2 separate regions of the Sus scrofa genome follow, and region 1 is linked to region 2. The links are chromatin contacts, called in public Hi-C maps. All regions are on one chromosome and are shown on one strand. Each heading gives the region's core, a stretch centred on a gene start, on an enhancer-like site or on the middle of the called end of the contact. The rest is flanking DNA. Distances are from core to core; before and after follow the strand shown.

Evidence for each region. Hi-C and Micro-C count contacts between places; a contact is called where the count stands out from the background.
Region 1: a Hi-C map of liver shows a contact between it and region 2, with 4 times the contacts expected there. The contact joins the enhancer-like site here to the promoter of RPP40 in region 2. A contact is called at or near these places in 1 of 5 promoter capture datasets (liver), 10 of 47 Hi-C or Micro-C datasets (heart right ventricle, liver, psoas muscle and 2 more) and 1 of 2 datasets of contacts at active chromatin or transcription factors (skeletal muscle).

What each region holds. Positions count from the first base shown.
Region 1 is chr7:3,088,991-3,094,410 of Sscrofa11.1, reverse strand. The region is part of intron 2 of LYRM4 (LYR motif-containing protein 4); the gene reads left to right. Among named protein-coding and RNA genes, the nearest start is that of PPP1R3G, 43 kb to the right of the region's middle. Within about 2 kb of position 2,745, at least 23 of the 83 cell types and tissues checked have an H3K27ac peak or open chromatin away from gene starts, as enhancers often do. A contact at or near this core is called in liver, retroperitoneal adipose tissue and skeletal muscle, where this site is marked.
Region 2 is chr7:3,039,472-3,044,611 of Sscrofa11.1, reverse strand. RPP40 (ribonuclease P protein subunit p40) reads left to right here and starts at 2,189. Exons shown (of 11, transcript XM_021100135.1): 1 at 2,189-2,323. LYRM4 (LYR motif-containing protein 4) reads left to right here. Exons shown (of 4, transcript XR_002346271.1): 3 at 2,084-2,323.

The DNA of each region.
Region 1 (5,420 bases), core at 1,496-3,995, 49 kb before region 2:
AGTGCAGGACAGGCTGTGTTGGTGCCTGTATACACTGTGAGAGTCCCAAGGTCCCGATGATTCCATACCCATCCCCTCACAGTCGCCTTTTCTGCTGCAGGGAGAACACGTGAGCTCTCCTCTCTAGCACATTTCAAGTGTACAATATATTGTCTTGAACTGTAGTTACTATAGAGTGGAGACGACCCTCGGGCTCCCGAACTTTCTTGTCTCATAACTCAGTTTGTACCCTTTGATCAATCTCCACCTCCCCTCCCCCACCTGGTAACCCCTCTTCTTTGTGCTCTTTGTTGCCGTGAGTTTGACTTTTATTTTCTTTTTAATTCCATGTATAAGGTGACGCCATGCAATATTTGTCTTTTGTTTGTTTGTTTGTTTTTGTTTTTCAGGGCCGCACCCACAGCATATGGAGGTTCCTAGGCTAGGGGTCCAATCGGAGCTACAGCTGCCGGCCTACACCGCAGCCACAGCAACGCCAGATCCAAGCCACATCTGCAATCTACACCACAGCTCTCGGCAATGCCGAATCCTTAACCCACTGAGCGAGGCCAGGGATCGAACCTACAACCTCATGGTTCCTAGTCACATTCATTTCTGCTGCGCCATGACGGGAGCTCCAATATTTGTCTTTTGTGTCTGGCTCATTTCACTTTGCATAATGTCCACGGGTTCATTCATGTTTTCACAAATGGAGAGGTTTTCTTCTTTTTATGTCAGAGCAGTATTCCTCTGTGTTTGAGAGTGTGTGAGTATGAGTGTTGTATGAGTACTGTGTGTGTGTTGTGTGTGTGAGTGTGTGTGTGTGTGTGCGTGCACATGTACCTAGCATTTTCTTGGTCCCTTCATCTGGGGACGGGCTCCTGGGCTGCTCCTGGGTCTTGGCTGTCACGGGCAGGGTCTGCATTGAACTCGGAGGTGCGAGATGTCCTCAAAATACTAGCTCATTTGCTTGGGGTCGATACCCAGAGGTGGGTTGCCGGCTCGTATGGCAGTTCCATGTTTAATTTTTTGGAAGCTCCGTATTGATTTTCAAAGTACCTACACCAGCTTGTTTAAATTTTTATCATGTACCCACCGCCAGCCGTCTACCTTCCATCAGAATTACACATTCGTGGCCAATGGCAAATGCCCACCTGTGCCCAGTCATGTTGTTTGAGAAAATGTTCATTTTAATATGAAACTATTTCAGTACGTCAGTACAGTGCCATTGTTATAACAAATTCACAGTAATTTCTTAATATCATCAAACATGCAGTGTTTGAATTTCCAGTTATCTCACAAATGCAGTTCTTTTCACTTTGTGTGTCTGTGCGTTGGGCTTGGGACCCCGGTGTCCTGGACCGTCTGTCTCTGACCTTCCTTCTCATTAGCGGCTGTTCCCGCGTCTCCCCGTCGGCCCTGATTTCCCTTGTAATTTAGTTCTTGTTCTTGGGTCAGGATTTTGCTGATTTATTGGGTCGCTTATCTTGTATAAAAACTGGTAGTTGGATCTTAGCTAGCTGGGTTCTTGGGCTTGGCTGGATGTTAGGCTCACCCGGGAGCGTTGCCGAATCCTGACGTTTGGAAATGAGGTAACCATGACCTTACTTATCGTCCAGCAAGTCTCCTCCAAAGGAATGGAAACAAGGACGCGTGCACAAGTGTTCACGACAGTGTTACTCACGACAGCCAGAGGTACAAACAACCCACGTGTCCTCCAGCCGAAGAGGGACAAGTGAAAGACGACGCCTGCCTGCCTGCCTGCCTGCCTGCCTGCCGTGGAAGTCAGCCTGAAAGTAATGAATCCCTGATGCGAAGTGGAAGAAGCCTGCCTGACGCAAAGGCCACATATTTTATGGTTCCGTTTATTGAAAATGTGCAGAATGGGGAAATCCAGAGGGCGTGTGGAGGCCCCTGGTGGTTGCCAGGGGCCGGGGGAGAGAATGGGCAGTGGCTGCGAATGGGTACGAGGTCTGCTCTTGGGGGGATGAGAGATCCTGGCAGCAGAGGGTGGTGATGGGTGTAGGACGCTAGGAATGTCATGAGTGCCACTGGGTGGGATACTTTAAAGTGGTCTGCACGGGGAGTTTACGCCCTGTGTTTCTCCACAACCTGTACCGTGTGACACGTGAGCGACACCCCAGACCACGTAAACGCACCCCTGAGGTGTGACTCGAGCATCAGGCTGTCCCTGAGACCCGGGTGCCGGCAGACAGCCGGGGTTCGCGCTCCTCGGCGGGTCGGGCGGTGCCGAGAGCTGTTTACCTTCCTGCTGGTCTCTCCCCGTGTCTTCTCCCTCCCGGCAGAGGGGAAACGCTGCCAGGAAGCAGCTGCCTAGAGCCACACCAAGTGTTATCTCTTATTTCAGAAAATAAAATTTGGGGAAACATCGGAAGAAGAAGGCCGTCTTGCACAGACCTGCCTGTTGTTCTGCTGGGAGAGGAAAGGGCCTAGGGCTCTGATGGCCGGGCATCCGGGGGGAGACCTGGCAGCGTGGGGACCATGGCCCCACTGGCCCCCAGCACCTGCACACACGCTCCCCCACTGCCAGAGCAGCTGTCCCGGCCTCTTCTCCAGAAAACCTGGGGCAAGGGGCCAAATAGGGCAGCGGGCCGACCCCTCGGGGCGGGAAGTGGACATTCTCCCGCTGCCTTTCCTCTCCTCGCGCTGCCCTCGGTCCCCAAGCAGCTCCGTGGGGCCCGCCTCCCCCATCTTCAGGAAGAAAGTGCCATTTCCTTTGCAAGATCCGCCTCCCCGAGCTGGGAGAGCTGGGAGAGCTGGGATCGGCCAGCCTTGGCAGAGGCGCAAGTGGGATCAGAGCAGACAGGGCGGTCCAGTTCCCTCCGCTCGGCCCGCTTCCTTTTCTGGCAAAGCCTGAGCGCCCTCGGAAACCGCTGGCCAGAGATGCATGAGGCCCAGTCCTCCGCGCGGCCCAGGGCACCTGGCCTGTGCTTCGCCCGGCTCAGCGCCCATCGCCCCAAACTCCCATTTCCGAAGGGGTGGGGGGCTCCTGCAGCCGAGGCGCAGTAAACCTGGGTGGGAGCTGCGTCTCCGTCTGTCTCGGCCTCTTGCAGCCCAGCCTCGGTGACCCGGGGACTCTGCCGTTGACTAGCGTGGCGTTTCTCCGTAAAATATTAACTGGGAAGAACAGAAGCATCTGCTTGAATGGTGCGGGACGCCGCCCTAAAACAAGAACTGGGAAAAATAGGAGAGGAAGTGTGTTGTAGTAAAAGATGACAGATGTTGGTCTCCGCCAGATCCGCCCCCAGCGACCCTTCTCGGTTCGTCCCCAGCCCGGGAGCTGCCGTGTCGTCCCCCCCGCCCGCGCCCGACCCCCTACGCCCACTTAGCTCTGAGTTGTGAACGTACATACATATATTTATAAAGATGGCAGGTTTTATCGTCAGAAGACCTGGGTTGGGTTGTGTCAGCTCCGTAAGCCGCGTGCCAGCTGTGAAAGTGTAGCCAGAGCACTAAACTTCCCTGCTTCTGCATGTACTCATCCTGAGGTGTGGGCCTTATGTAGAGATGGGCTGTCGGTAAAAATTAAGTGGGAAACCAAGACGTTCGGCCACTAAGCCTGGCACCTGCCCAGTGAGTGTGTCTCTCAAGGATAGTCGGTTCAGCAGGTAAAGCAGGTGAGCTCACCTTTAATCCCGGAGAACTGGGGTTACCAGCTGGGATGCCTTCTCTCCCCGCTCCGGGGGGGTCCTGAAAGCCACAAGAGTCGGGTACAGTCATGGAAACTTGCTTGAGGTTAAGCCAGGTCAGAATTTCCGATCCGCTAACGAATCCTGATCTGTCAGCTGGGCGGCCGCGACCACTTGAAGCAAAAGGTGTGAGTCCGGGACGGGGTGATGATTGCGGCCTGATGATGACTTGTGCCCAGCTCTTTCTTTTCCACTCAAATTCTATCTTCCAGGCCCTTAAATATTCTACAGGGTCGTTTTTAAGGACTGCATATTAAGGATGTTCTTTAAGAGGAAGTTGTGGGCAATTCTGAGGCAGCTAATTCAAAAATCTAACAAGAAGTAAATTAACCTGAGAGGTGGAGAGCTTTTTAAGACTTTCTCTGGCCAAGTCCTTGAAGGCTCTGCTCTGTTCTCTTTCGGAAGACGACCGTCAGCGTTCCCACAGGAGTGGGTTTTGATGAATGTCCCCTTTCATTTCTCGTAGTCCCAGCTTGATGAGTTTAGCTACTGTCTTTATTTAGCGCATGGGGGTTTCAGCTGCTCCGTCTTTTTGGCAGATGTTGGTGATTGTTCAGTTTAGTGCTTCTTAGACTCAACCCCGCCTCATATTAATACAAACTGGCCTTTTTCCCCCAGAACACGCCTAGCACACCCTGATACATCCCTCCACTTGCAGTTTGTTTTAGGAGTTTTGTCTTGTTTGTTATCATTCCCAGTTAGTCCTGCCACGTTTCATTTAATGGCTGATAGAGTTGATTTCATTCCTTCATCTCATTCTGTTATTTATTAGGCTTTGTTTTCTTTTCTTCGCCTCTTTATTTTTATTGGTTTTACCAAGTAGCTCTTCATTCCTTCTCCCCTCTTGTGATTAGTGTGGGAGGTCCGCTTTGCTACTCTTTGACAATTGCCTTCTATAGCCTGATGCTTGTAATTAGAAGCATATATTTTTACAGATATTTGCAAAAAGATAATGTTTTTTCCATCAAGACACTCTGTCTCCCAACATGTGTAAATTTCGTCAGTAAGTCTGTTCCCTACCAGCAGTTTCTCCCAGAGTCTAAGCGCTCTAGCTGCGCTGTTCCTCTGCCTCTGCCAGCAGCTTTGTGTTACAGGCGGCCGTTTGGGTCAGATGTTTTCTGTCTGGCTCCTAGATTCCCTTAACTCTTACTGTTAGTTTTCCTTTGTCATCTCACTGGGGTTCAGGGCTGTTGTCAGCCTGCCTGCATGGCCGCAGTTCCGGAGGTGACACAAGGAGAATGTTCCCTACCCCCGGGGACCAGTGCCAGAGTGGTGACAGCAGGTTCCCAGGTCCTCTTAATACAGTCCCAGCTCGGGGACACCCCCTCCTGGACCAACAGAGCTCTCTGTCAGCCAGATCCCTGGGGTCCACCTTCCTCCCCCAGCCACAGTCATCCCAGAATCCCCAGTGCTGGCCTCCAAGCCCTGCGTGGTCTCCAGGGAGAAGGCTCCCTTCTAGCAGCTGGTCGGGGGAGGGCCCTGTCTGCTTTCTCCTTGCCTGGCTCTGCCCACCACCTCGGCAAGGTCATGAGAGGTCTCCCCCAGGACACGTGACAAGGACCAGCCTCAGACTCTTTGTTTAGGGGGTGGGAAGGAAGCTAACTCCACACTGCTCAGTGCTGGGGACATGAAGAGGACACAGTCCCTGCGTTCCCGTCATGGCTCAGCGGTAAGACAGAGCTGAGGAGCATCCATGAGGACGTGGGTTCGATCCCTGGCCTCGCTCAGTGG
Region 2 (5,140 bases), core at 940-3,439:
GCCCTGAGCTGCAGTATAGGTCACAGAAGTGGCTCAGATCTGGCATTGCTATGGCTGTGGTGTAGACCGGCAACTATAGCTTTGATTCGACCCCTTGCCTGGGAACTTCGGTATATCATGGGTGCAGCTCTAAAAAGACAAAAAAAAAAAAAAAAAAAAACCAAAAAACTGGTAATAGAACATGCTTGAGGAAGGCCAAAGGGAATGACAGGCAGGAAGTTCTCCTTAGAGACTTGGAACGTGTATTTTTAAAATTTTAAGGGAAAGTTTCTTAAGATAAACACACACACACACACACACACACATATATATATATATATTTCTTATTATGAAAGCTACACTTACTCACTATGGGAAAAAGAGGCAGTACAGACAGAGGAGGAAACAGAGTGTAACTGTCCACGACCCCATCGGCTGGCAATAGTCCTGTTTGCTAGTCCTGTTTCTCAACATCGGCCACCCCCTCCTACAGACCCATACATAGCCCTACTGCCACTTCCCTGGGATGCTCCTGACCGTCTCCTGCCCCGAGGATTCTGACTGGTTTCGGATCTTCACTCCAATTAGCATATCTCTGCCTGGAGCATGGGGACTTTCCTGGAGTGTGAACTATGGGCTTTGTCTGAACTAACACCCAGGAGACAGGATGGCTGAGGGGTTTTTCAGGGGGTTTTAAATTTTATTTATTAAAAAAAATTTTATTGTAGCTGATTTACAGTGTTCTGTCAACTTCTGCTGTACTGCAAAGTGACTGCATCAGGCATGTATATATATGATTCTATCATGTTCTAATCCGAGAGATTGGATATGGTTCCCTGTGCTGTACAGTAGGACCTGATTCTAAATGGAACAGTTTGCATCTACTAACCCCAAACTCCCTGTCCATCCCACTCCCTCCCCCTCTCCGTTGGCACCCTCAAGTCTGTTCTCCATATCTGTGAGTCTGTTTCTTTTCTCTAGAGAGGTTCGTCTGTGCTGTATTTTGGATTCCACATGTAAGTGATCTCATATGGTATTTATCTTTCTCTTTCTTAGCATGAGACTCTCTAGTTGCATCCATGTTGCTGCAAATGGCCTTATGGCCTTTTTTATGGCTACATAGTATTCCATTGTGTATGTGTACCACATCTTCTTAGTCCATTCATCTGTGAATGGACATTTAAGTTGTTTCCATGTCTTGGCTATCGTGAATAGTGCTGCAATGAACATAGGGGTGCCTGCATCTTTTCGAATGAAGGTTTTGTCTGGATATATGCAGAATGACTGAGTTTAAACCTCAGCGCCACCCTATCTGCAGGTTCTGTGACCTCTGAGCTGAGGTTTCCTCATCTGTACAATGGGACAATGTGAGTGCCCGCTTAAAGAGGAAAACCTTTGTGACACATTCGGCACAGAGCCCACCATGTTAGAACACGAAACTGTTCTCTGTTATTGACTGCTAGCGCCGTGCCTGTGTTCATTAACTCACCATGTTAGTGCTCTGGGTGCCAGGGACACAGCCACCAACAAATCAGACACAAGTCTCAGCCTTCTGGGAGCTTCAGGATTGGAATGGGAGACAAACAACGCACAAATACTTACATACCATACTCAGCTTCTCTGATCATGACATCAGCTCTGGGAAATAGAAAGCTTTGCACATAGTAGGTACGCGTTAGACGTGTGGACTTAGTCACTGTCTTTTCCTTACCCTCCCATCACCCATGCTCTCTGTCCTGAGAGCCCTTTGCTAGTGTGTAACTAAAGGATGTGAGACCTAAAGTTTCGAGATGGGCAGTGTTGACATCCCAAAGTCTGCCTGGAAAGGGCTGCCACCCAAGAACCAAGCCCAGAGGTCACACGACCTCTGTCCTGTGACCTGAGGAGACACCAGCAGGTGCATTTTCCTCCGGTGGTCACACCGCTGCACTCCCAACTTTGTCCTCCGTGGTGATCAATTGTCGCTGCTCTGTGAAGTCAGGACAGTAAACAGCGGACGGGACACGGTGTGGCGCGAGGGGTTGGGGGGCACTGGCTGGACAGTGTTTATGACCCTGTGTGCCTGTCTCCAGCAGTGTCACCTGGCCTTGTGTTTCTCCTGCAGGAACTGCCACCTGTTTACCTTTCCTCCAGACTCTGACGTCCTAGAGCCCAACTCGGACTTCCTGCTGCATGTGAGCCAACAGACAGCAGCGTTACAGGGCAAACACCTGCCTGTCAATAAGCAGAAGACCAAAGGCCCGGGTCAGAAGATATGAGCCTGAGTCGAAAGCAAATGAGAGTGTGGACACCTGCGATCTTATTCAAAAGGGAAAAATGAAACTCAGCAGATCCTTACCTTGTGGTGAGTGCAGGGATTTTGTGAGACGTTAATGTGTGAAAGTTAATTTATTCCCAAATTCTTCACGTGGCCAAGAATCAACATGCTAGTTCATATGAAGTGTAAACCTTCATACTATGGGGGGGTTTTCCCTTTTTTTTTGAGGGCCACACCCACAGCATATGGAAGTTCCCAGGCTAGGGGTCCAATTGGAGCTGTAGCTGCTGGCCTGCACCACAGCCACAGAGAGCAAAGTCAGATCAGAGCCGCATACCACTGCTCAGGGCAATGCCAGGTCCTTAACCCACTGAGTGAGGCCAGGGATTGAACCCACTTCCTCGTGGATACCAGACGGATTCATTACTGCTGAGCCACAGCGGGAACTCCCATGCTATGTACTAGTGTTCAAAATTATTTCATTCCGTTATTACGATGGTGGAAATTCCTCAACATAGATCATTTGCTACAAACTGGCACTGGATTTGTCTCAATACCACTTTCTTTGTGTGTATCAGCCTACCTTAAATTCATTAAAATTTGTCATCTTTCCTTTTTCCGAATATAAGTGTGTCCACAAAGCAAATCTAAGAATTGCTCTACAGAGTAGTCAGAATCCAAAAGAGTCCTCAGTGACTCCTGCTTCCTGGTGACCTGTGTACCAACTCGTGACCTGTGTACCAACAGGAAGTTACGGGGGTGACCGTGTGACTGCGGAGGACACCATGCTTTCCCCTTGGTTTCTCCCAAGTCACATGCTCTAGGGGCAGCCAGCTGCCATGCTGTGAGGACACTCAAGCAGCCTCCTGGAGCAAACGGCACCAGCTCCCCAGCATGTCAACACCTTGGAAGTGGATCTAAGTTTTCAGATGACTGTAGCCCGAGCCGACATCTTCACTGCAGCCTCGTGAGAAACTGAGTCAGAACCACGAGTGGAAACCACTCCCCAAATCCTAGCACTCAGAAACTAAAATAGGGTTTATGCTCCTAAACTTTAAGTCACTTGTTATACAGAAGATAGGAATGCATTCTCTGCACATAAATGTCGTGTAAATCGAATACGGCAAATATGTATATGTCTCTACAGGCACAAGATATGTCCAGAACCTCAGGGTTTTACTTCTGGACCTCGATCCCAGGCTCTCGTGTGTATATGTGTATTTCACCAAAGTGCTATTTGTCCCAGGAAAAGGCCAGAAACATCCTGCACGTTCGGGAAAAAGGAGATAGATTCAAAACATTGTGCACGTCCATAATTTATCTTCTTGGTGCAGCCCTTACAACTATTGAGGTGGCTCTTTAATCACTGATATGAAAAAGCCTCCAAGATGTGGGGTTAAGAAGGCAAACCGGTCCAGAGCTGTGTGGATGGCTTCTCTTGGTAAAATAAAGAGGAAGAGCATGCCTGTCACATGCACAGACGACTTCTAGAAAGACGCACAAGACAGCGGTAACGCCATCGCCTCTGCAGACAGGGCTCAGGAGACAGAGGTCATTGTATGCCCTCTTATCACGTTCCATTTTCATCATGTGCTTTTATTACTTTTCCAATTAAAAATAGTTCATTGAAAAAAATCAAGAAAAACAAGGTGGAAGCAGGAATTTTTTTTTTTTTTTTTTTGGTCTTTTTGTCTTTTTGTCTTTCTAGGGCCACACCCGCAGCATATGGAAGTTCCCAGGGTAGGGGTCGCCGGCCTACACCACAGCCACAGCAACACCAGAGCTGAGCCGCATCTGTGACCTACACCACAGCTCACAGCAATGCTGGATCCTTAACCCACTGAGCGAGGCCAGGGGTTGAACCCGAAACCTAATGGTTCCTAGTTGATTTCATTTCCACTGCACCACAATGGGAACTCCCAGAAGCAGGACATTTTTTTACCTGAAACAAACAAAGGAAATTAAAATAGAGAGAGAAACTGAAAATAAACATCAGACCTTAAAGCAATTTGATGTACTCGAATAGTGCCAAGATTCGGGGCTGTAAAACCAGAGGTGACGCTGATGAAACAGGAATAATAGTAACAACGGGGATTAAGACGGAGGAATGGAGGGAGGGAGAAGACAGCAGCGGGGGCAGGCAGAGCTCTGGGCTCCCCGGGGTGCCCTCCAACCCCCTGGCCAAGGATGCTTAAAGCTGAGGCACCCAGAGCCCCAAAACAGCAAAGGGCAGAAGAGTCCAGGCTGGGCAGGACCAGTGTGTGTGTGGCGTGGCAGCCCCACCGGCCGCCCGGCTCCGGCCCCGAGCTGAGTGAGAGTGTCCTTAGAGCAAAGAGAAGCACAGCCCCACGGGTCTCACTGGACTCCAGCCTCCTCCCCTGTCCGGGTAGAGAGCGCCCGTCGGACCCCTCAGGGGGATGGAACTCTCAAACAGACGTGCATCTTGGGGAATTGGAGGAGCAGCAAGGAGACATGACTGCCTTGGGGCTACATATAGAGTGAGGCTCCGAACCACTGAATGAAGACAACTGGGGGTGTCGTCCTGAGCGAGAGACCCAGAGCTCAGCCGCTAGAGCCCCCCGGGTCTCCCTCCCGAATGGACCTCTTTGGTCCCCAAATTGGGACTGAGCGGGGAGGAGGGCAACGAGTAGGCCTTGAGCCCCCCTTTAGATTAAAGCATGTGCCAGGTTCTCAGTGACAGCAGGGCTGGGCAGCAGTGCCACTGAGCATTTGGGGGCGGGGATGTGAAGTCAAAACTATTTCATAGCGACATTAAGACGTTACTTGTCTTTGTCACTTTGCAGACATCTGCACTGCCCCAAAGCAGTGGGGGTAAAACCACGCCAGCATCATTTAAGAAAATCCCACATAAGGAGTTTTCTTGTGGCTCAGCGGGATCTGGTG